2 separate regions of the Gossypium hirsutum genome follow, and region 1 is linked to region 2. The links are chromatin contacts, called in public Hi-C maps. All regions are on one chromosome and are shown on one strand. Each heading gives the region's core, a stretch centred on a gene start, on an enhancer-like site or on the middle of the called end of the contact. The rest is flanking DNA. Distances are from core to core; before and after follow the strand shown. Region 1 holds the start of LOC107891916 (protein OBERON 2). Region 2 holds the start of LOC107891937.

Region 1 (3,882 bases), core at 1,321-3,820, 320 kb after region 2:
AAGCATGTGTAGACACAAATTTACTCCTGCAATTTTTCATCTCGTCAAGCTCCAGTGTCGCAACACCCTCAATAGTAGGCACCAATTTGGCTGGGGGGTCTTGATGTCTCAACATTGACTAGCTGGTGTTGCGACATCCTCGGTGGTGGCCATGACTTCTTCACTTCAACAACTAGCAGTGGTATCATGACCTTAGAGGCTTGGTGTTGCGACCAATGTCGCGACACAACACCCTTAGTGTCGCGACACTCTCAACAATTTGCTCCGAGTTGATTTCTTGTTGAAGTCTTGCACATTTGAGGTAATAAAGGCTCAGTGTCCTGACATCCTAGCATTAGCGTAGTGACATCCATGTCAAATGTTTTTCTCTTCAAGGTTTGGCCGTTGTCGTCTCCCTATACAAGCTCATATCAATCATTAGATTCCCAATGACATAGTTTTGCCAATTTGGGTCTTAAAAGAGGTACAATATAAGAACAACTATCATTAATACTAAAATCTAAGAATCGATAAAAAAATAGTAAAAAGACTCATAAATTACTTAAAAGTAAACTAATTAAGTATTCAAGAGAGCCTAATTTGACATATCAAATTACGATAGATCATTAAGCCCATCAATTTCATGGGCCTGAGGATCTTGATGCTCGCATCAAGTTCATTTATGAGTATTTCATATAATTGATTAATATTTTTTTATAATTAATATCTTATTTAAATGTTATATATATTAATTTTTTAAAATATTGGTAAATTTGAAACAGTATACCAAAATAAATTAATACCGATATGTACTAGCTCTAATAAAAAAATAATGTGTCTACTAATACAATATTGACTACCTTAATTAGAATAACATATAAAAGATTGCACATAAATTTTTCGTTGAAAATATAACTTGAAAAATCAAACATGAATAAGATAATTTTTATTATCAAACTTTGTAGGTTACAATTTTTGTAGTTTCTTGAATGAACTTTTTTATTCTTTTCTTCCAGGGTCATTTAAATTAGATTTGAAGAGTTTCTTACGAATTGACGCAAAGGTTTTCGAAATTTAATCTTGGATCAACGAGTCTTCTTTAAGTATCGTCAAAATTTGATATTGAAACTAGATTGTCATATTTAATCTTGAAACTAAAGATGATCTTTTTTGCATTGATGCAATAAGTTCGAAGAGAGTTTAGTCCAAGCAAGAGTCTTTGAGTATTGGTTTTAGATGATTGAGTCTGCTTCAAGAGTTCACGAGATTTGATCTTGAGTGGTTGACTCTATTTTAAGGAACATTGAGATTTAGTCTCATCTCATTGGCAAACTAAGAAAGCAAAGCATTTTTTTTTAGAATGCTTGAGAATGAGCTTATAGTTCTTAAAAAAAATTTCAAGTTATTCTATTCCTTTAGAGACTTTTAAAAGCTTTTTAATCTTTTTAACTTCTAAACTTGCCAATAAAAGTTTTTCCAAATATAATTTTTTCAAATGTGAATTTTATAAAGATTAATCTCCCGTATTAATTAATTATTTAACAATTCATTTAAATTAACTAGGAAAAAATCATTTCTTTTTTTTGTCATTTAGCTAATTTAATTTTATTAAAAACAATACAATCTTTATCATTTATCTTTTAATTATTAATTAAAGCTACATAATTTTTAAAGAATATAATCTCTTTACAAAAAGATTGTTAAGTTAAACTTATACATGAGTTGAATAATTGGGTTTCAATTTGAATTATTTATTATTTAGTTATTTTTAGCTTGAGTAAGCACATAAATTTGGTTTACTATTTAAAAAATATAAAAAAATTATATTTATTTATATTAAATTTAAAAGACGAATTGATTTGTCTGTGGCTGTCGCCCATTAATTGTTAAATTATCAAAAGTTTATTATTTTAACAAAGTAATAAATATTTTTGAGATATTTTTGTCTCATTACAATTTTATATGAAATCCAAAAATTATATGCTTATCATAAAATTTGAACTTAAGAACTAATAACATTCAGACCTTTTAACTTTTATCATTTTAACTAAAAATATTACATAATTACTTTTAACTTTATCTTGATCTCACCATAATTTAATTAATATTTATATATTCTATTCATCGAGCTCTTGATATAATGTCAAAAAAAAAAAAACTTCTATTGAAACAACGTTCTAGTTATCTTCAAATTTTAGATTGAATAAAAAATAGTATAATAAGTAATTTTACATTACTTTGTAATTTTTTTATATAATTAGTAATTATTAAATTTATTGATATATTTATATTTTTTATGCGTATAACTTTTTTAATTGATTCGATAACTCTATCACATATCAATTTAAAATTTTATCTATAATAATATATATTAAACGATTAAAAGTTTTTAGGTTTAGATCAATATGATAACGATATCAAAACGATTTAAAAAATTACATGTATAACAAATACAATTATACTAATTAATTCAATATTGGATTGTTGAAATATGAATTGTAGAAAAAATTACTTGTAAAATCATGTTAATTTTATACTCATAATGAATAAATAATAATTTAAATTTATTCAGGTCATAAAATCTTTGTCCAAGCCCGGCCCCTAATGAGTAGTATTTTTTTAATTAGGGTTTCATCAATTCTTCAATCTACAATAGAAAAAAATCGTTTCTCAATTTTTACATTTTCTTCCCTTTAATCCTAACCCTAAAGTTAGTCTTCTCTCTGCTAATTTCTTTTTAAATTTTGTTATCTCAAAATTATTTGATTTCCATTTTAGAAAACCGGAAACGGATTTATTTCAGTTTTAGCTGGTGCAGAGATCGTCAGTCTTGCTCCCGTGAAATTGTTAAACAGTTCAGGTGATTTTTTTTAGTTCTTTTTTTCTGGCGTTTTCTTCCTTCAATTATTAAGTGAACAGGTGAAGTTTTCTAAATTAATAGACGCTACTAACTTAAATTTTACGTTCAAGAAACTTGGATTTCTTGAAGAGATTCTTGAGTTTTTTATTGGATGCTAAAGGAACCTGCATTGTTTTTTATTATTGTTATTATGATGCCATGCCATTAAATTTTGAATCATTAATCTAGATTTAAATGCTTTTCGTAATATTTATTTGATTTTTACTCCAGTAAATTAAAAATGTATAACTATTTTTTTTATGAAAAAGATTTTAATTGCTAGATATGTATAAAAGACAATATTCTTGATTACAATAATAAAAATATCTGATCGAATCAAAATTTAACATGCACCATCAATGTAGTTATATTGCTAAATCCAATTAGTAGTATGTTAAAATTGCAATCATATATTAAGTTAAAATTAGTTTTACACCTGTCTATATATGTCTGAGGTACTCATCTGAATACTGGAAACAGTTTGAGTAGTTCTCAGTACGCAATTTCAGGGGTAGATTCTTCTTTGCTATGGAAGACTGTAAATATGGCTAAGCAGGATGTCATAGGATGAAATTTATGTTGCAATTACTGAGAACTGTTTTGTAATCTTTTAATGGCTGAACTTGTAAAAAATTTTGAATTGCATTTAATGCAGTGTGCTGGTTCTTGGCTACTTCTGCTAAACTTGAATCTTATGGAGATTGATGATACTAAGGAAAATAATGGAAGTACGCCTAGACGAAGAGAAAATAGTCTTCATCTCAGTCCTGTTTTGCCAGAGGCATCTGGGTTTGGCTTGCCGTATGCTCCAGTGGATTGGCCTAAGAAGGGTGACATATGGGCTTGGAAAGTGGGAAGGAGAGTAGCCATTACTGGCCATTTCTTAGATAGGTATTTGTATCCTCCAAAGCGCCTCCAAAAGCTTGTGGACTCAGGCAGGAAACGTGGTCTTGCTAGCAAGCTTTCAGTTGAGCGGTATGTCAAATTGGCGTTCCCTGATGCAG
Region 2 (3,847 bases), core at 950-3,449:
TCTCAAAGTCTTCAACTGTTTAGGAACCGTCCATTAACAACCATTTTGTCTCCCACTAAGAGACTAGTTGATTCTAATCTAACCAAACCAGATTTGAAGCTCAACTATGTTCAAACTAGCCTCTATATTTCTCAAAATTTTCAGTAGAGACTGCTAGCTTACGGTCTTGTTTAATTTAAATCCTAAAGGTTCCTAATTTTTGGGTTTCAAGGGAAACCGAGTGTGGCAACCCAAAATGAAATCCTTGCAGTTTCATCACTCAACTTTTAAAGTGCTTTCATTTTAGCCATCCAATCGTTAAATCTTTAACACCAGTTAACTTGCACAGGCCACATCATATTCACACTTTCATTTTAGTCATCCAACTTCTAGGTTCCTTTCATTTTGCTCACCCAAAAAATATCAATTTTTTTAAATATTGATTGGGGTAAAAAACATTAAGGATTAAAGTGAAAAATGTTAGAAACTAAAATAATACATTTAAAATTGTCAAATTTGTACTTGTTTATTCCTTTGTCGAAAGTTCTAATTTTCTTTTTCTTTCTATATTGAAAATTTAAATTTCAAAACATCAAAATCAATTAAATAAGTTATTGAAAATTTTTTATCCCTTTATAATGTCAACCAATGTCTCCTTTTAAATCTTAAAATTTTATTTTATGTTTCCAAATTAAAATCAAATCAAATAAATCATCCTTAATAATTGTATATGAAACTCAAATTTGTTTTGATTATATGATCTTGAGTCTTTCATACTAAGCTAAAAGTAAAGAAAAATTCTTACAATTAATTAAATTAATTAAATTTATCTTCCATGCCAAATAAAACCTAGAATTTTTTCATCACTTCTTTACCCAAACGAAAAATAAGCAATTAATTTATTTATTTGCAATGATTTTTCTTTTCTTTTAAGTTAATATGGAAGATAAATTTATATAATAAAAAGAAATTTAAGTTTTGCAGAAAATTATTAAATATGAGTTATTGAGTTGATTTTATTAATAATAATAATATGGAGACATAAAATAAAATTTTAAAATTTAGAAGGAGATTAATTTAATTAATTTCAATATTACAGTAACAAATCGGTTAACATTACCAATGGATAATTTTTTTCAACATTTCATTTAATTGATTTTGATGTTTTGAAATTTAAAATTTCAATGTTAAAAAAAAAAGATATTTAGAACTTTCGGCAAGGGGACAAACAAGTACAATTTGACAATTTTTAAAACATTATTTTAATTTCTACCAATTTTTCACTTTAATCTTTAATGTTTTTTTACCCAATCAATATTAAAAAAGGGATGTTTTTGGGTGATCAAAATGAAAGTGTGAACATGATGTGGAATATACAACTTAAGTGGCATTAGAAATCTAACGGTTGAGTGACTAAAACGAAAACGCCCTAAAAAGTTAAGTGACAAAATTGCAAGGGTTTCATTTTGGATGACTAAAATGACAACGCCTTAAAAGTTGGGTGACCAACTAGAAAATTTACCCTATATATATGTATGATTTATATGATACTATATTCAATTATTATTAAATAATGAGGGTTAAGTAATTAAGTTACTTGAGATTGTTATGTAATATTTAATTTGTTTGGAATTCTTGTGTTTAAGTTGTTTTGTATATTTGAATTGTTGTAAAATTGTCATGTTTAATATGTTTGGATTGTTATTTAACTATTTTTGTTAATTTACATTTATTTAGTGTTAATTATGAATAAATGTTATTTAAAATTAATTTTTGTTTGAATTTATATTATTTTGTGGATTCATATTTGGATTTTTATCTTACATATGATTGAAAATGTTAAATTTAGTTTTTTTACGATGATGATATTTAATTCGGATTCAAATTTAGATAATAATACTCAAATAATTTACGGATTTAAATTCGAGTAATCCAAAAAGTAAGTTAATCGATCTGGTGTGGCTACTAATCCTTGTTTAAGAACCTCTTTAGCTAAGTAAATGCTCCACCAAATGTAAGTTGCATTTGATCCAATTCTCAGTAGTAAGAAGTTTGTGTTAGTAAGTAATTTGCTTTCAAAACTTTATAGAAGAAAGAACTCAAATTATGGATTAAACGCCATCCTTGTTTACATAAACATGACCACATTGATGTCATTAGGTGAAAAAATTATTTGACAAGCACTGAATTAAATCTTAAACTTTGACAAATTATAGGGGTTGAGGGCAAAATTTGAACTTTTTTTTTTTGAAAATCTAAATAATTTACGGGTGAACTTTACAGCGAATAAAAGCTCCATCTTCCTGTGTTTCCCCTAAATGCATCCAAAAGCCTTAAAATCCAACTAAATTCCAATGATGGCGGGACCGAATCCGCCAAAACAACCGTCATCCTCCTCCAACAACCACCGCAAATCCCGCTGGGAATCTTCCTCTTCCAACGCCAATAAAAACCCCTCCTCCACAACCGCCGACCACAAGTCCTACACCAAGCCCAGCCCATGCACCAGGACTGGCCCACCTCCAAGCTCCGCTGCTCATAACAAGTCACAATCCGACCCCAATCAAGCTCATCCCCCCTTCCCCTTCCCCGATCCTGCCGCCCTTGGCCCTCCGCCTCCACCGGCGTATGGATTCCACATGCTGGAGCGTCGGACAATCGTCCTTTACGACGGTAGCGTCCGCTCCTACTTTGCTCTCCCGCCCGATTACCAGGACTTTCCGACTCGACCCATACTCGGACCTCGTGACTTCGGTAGCCCATCAATGGGCTTCCGCGATAATCGCGATTATTGGAATTCGCCGAGTGACGGGCCTGGCCCGTTAAAGAGAAAGTACGGCGATGAAGGCAAAGACCTAAGAGAGGAGAAGAAGGAAAAGATCTACACTTTGGGGCCAGGCGGGTCAGACCGCCTAACTGGAATGAGTAGCCCGCTTGGAAATGAGGAAACTAGGGCAGCCAAGTATATGAGAGTTGGTGGGGGATTTCAAAATAATAATGCGGGGTTTAATCATAAGCATTTGGAGGTTGATCAAAGTGCTCTAAAGAAGGCGTTTTTGCACTTTGTGAAGGCAGTTTTTGAGAATACGGGGCAGAAAAAGAATTACTTCGAGGATGGTAAACAAGGGCGGCTTCAATGCTTGGCTTGTGGCAAGTCTAATGCCAAATTTAGGTTTGATTCTGAATTGGAATTAACTTCTTGAATGCTATTTTTCATTGTTTGAGTTCCATATTATGATTTGAAATCAAAAAATAATGCTTTACTGCTTAGATGCTTCAGTTCTTTCTTAATTTGCTGTGTTGCAACTACTTAGATTAGATTGCTTGTTATGTGGCTGTTAACATTTTAATATATTAAGCTAGAGTGCTGTATTTGATAGGTGATATTGACTTAAGGATGCAAATATCTTGGAGCTTGAATTTAGTTGACTTGTGTTGCATTTACTGCACATAGCACTGAAATCGTTTTCAGTGCAGGTGTTTGATGTTTTTACCTATTTCTTTCTAGAATAATATTTGTCAAGTGTTATTCTTTTGGATAATGTCTGGGTTTTAATACAATGTTTCCTTTTCTTCGTCTGATAGGTGTTTTATAGCATAAACTATTACTAATAAGGATTAGCGGGTGAGTTTCAATAATAAGTTATGGATAAATAATACTGATGGTGCTTACAAATAATTGTTAAATTCAGTTGAGGTAATGCAATGCTGAGGCAGTGTTGTCTCCCTTTTATAAATGATTTTCCGGACAATTTTTCAACAATCTGACATTTCTAGGGTTTTAGGTAAGTGCGCAATCTGATCCCTTTGGCGTGACCTTAAATCTTGGATTTGCTATTACCTTTTTTCTGGTTTGCTTTGTTTGTGG

What was found. Hi-C and Micro-C count contacts between places; a contact is called where the count stands out from the background.
Region 1: a contact with region 2 is called in a Hi-C map of anther, with 2.7 times the contacts expected there. The contact joins the promoter of LOC107891916 here to the promoter of LOC107891937 in region 2. A contact is called at or near these places in 2 of 34 Hi-C or Micro-C datasets (anther and leaf).

Annotation. Positions count from the first base shown.
Region 1 is chrD09:29,732,588-29,736,469 of Gossypium_hirsutum_v2.1, forward strand. It overlaps LOC107891916 (protein OBERON 2), which reads left to right and starts at 2,571. Exons shown (of 5, transcript XM_016816839.2): 1 at 2,571-2,839; 2 at 3,534-3,882. The coding sequence starts at 3,573.
Region 2 is chrD09:29,408,901-29,412,747 of Gossypium_hirsutum_v2.1, forward strand. LOC107891937 reads left to right here and starts at 2,200. Exons shown (of 3, transcript XM_016816860.2): 1 at 2,200-3,151. The coding sequence starts at 2,334.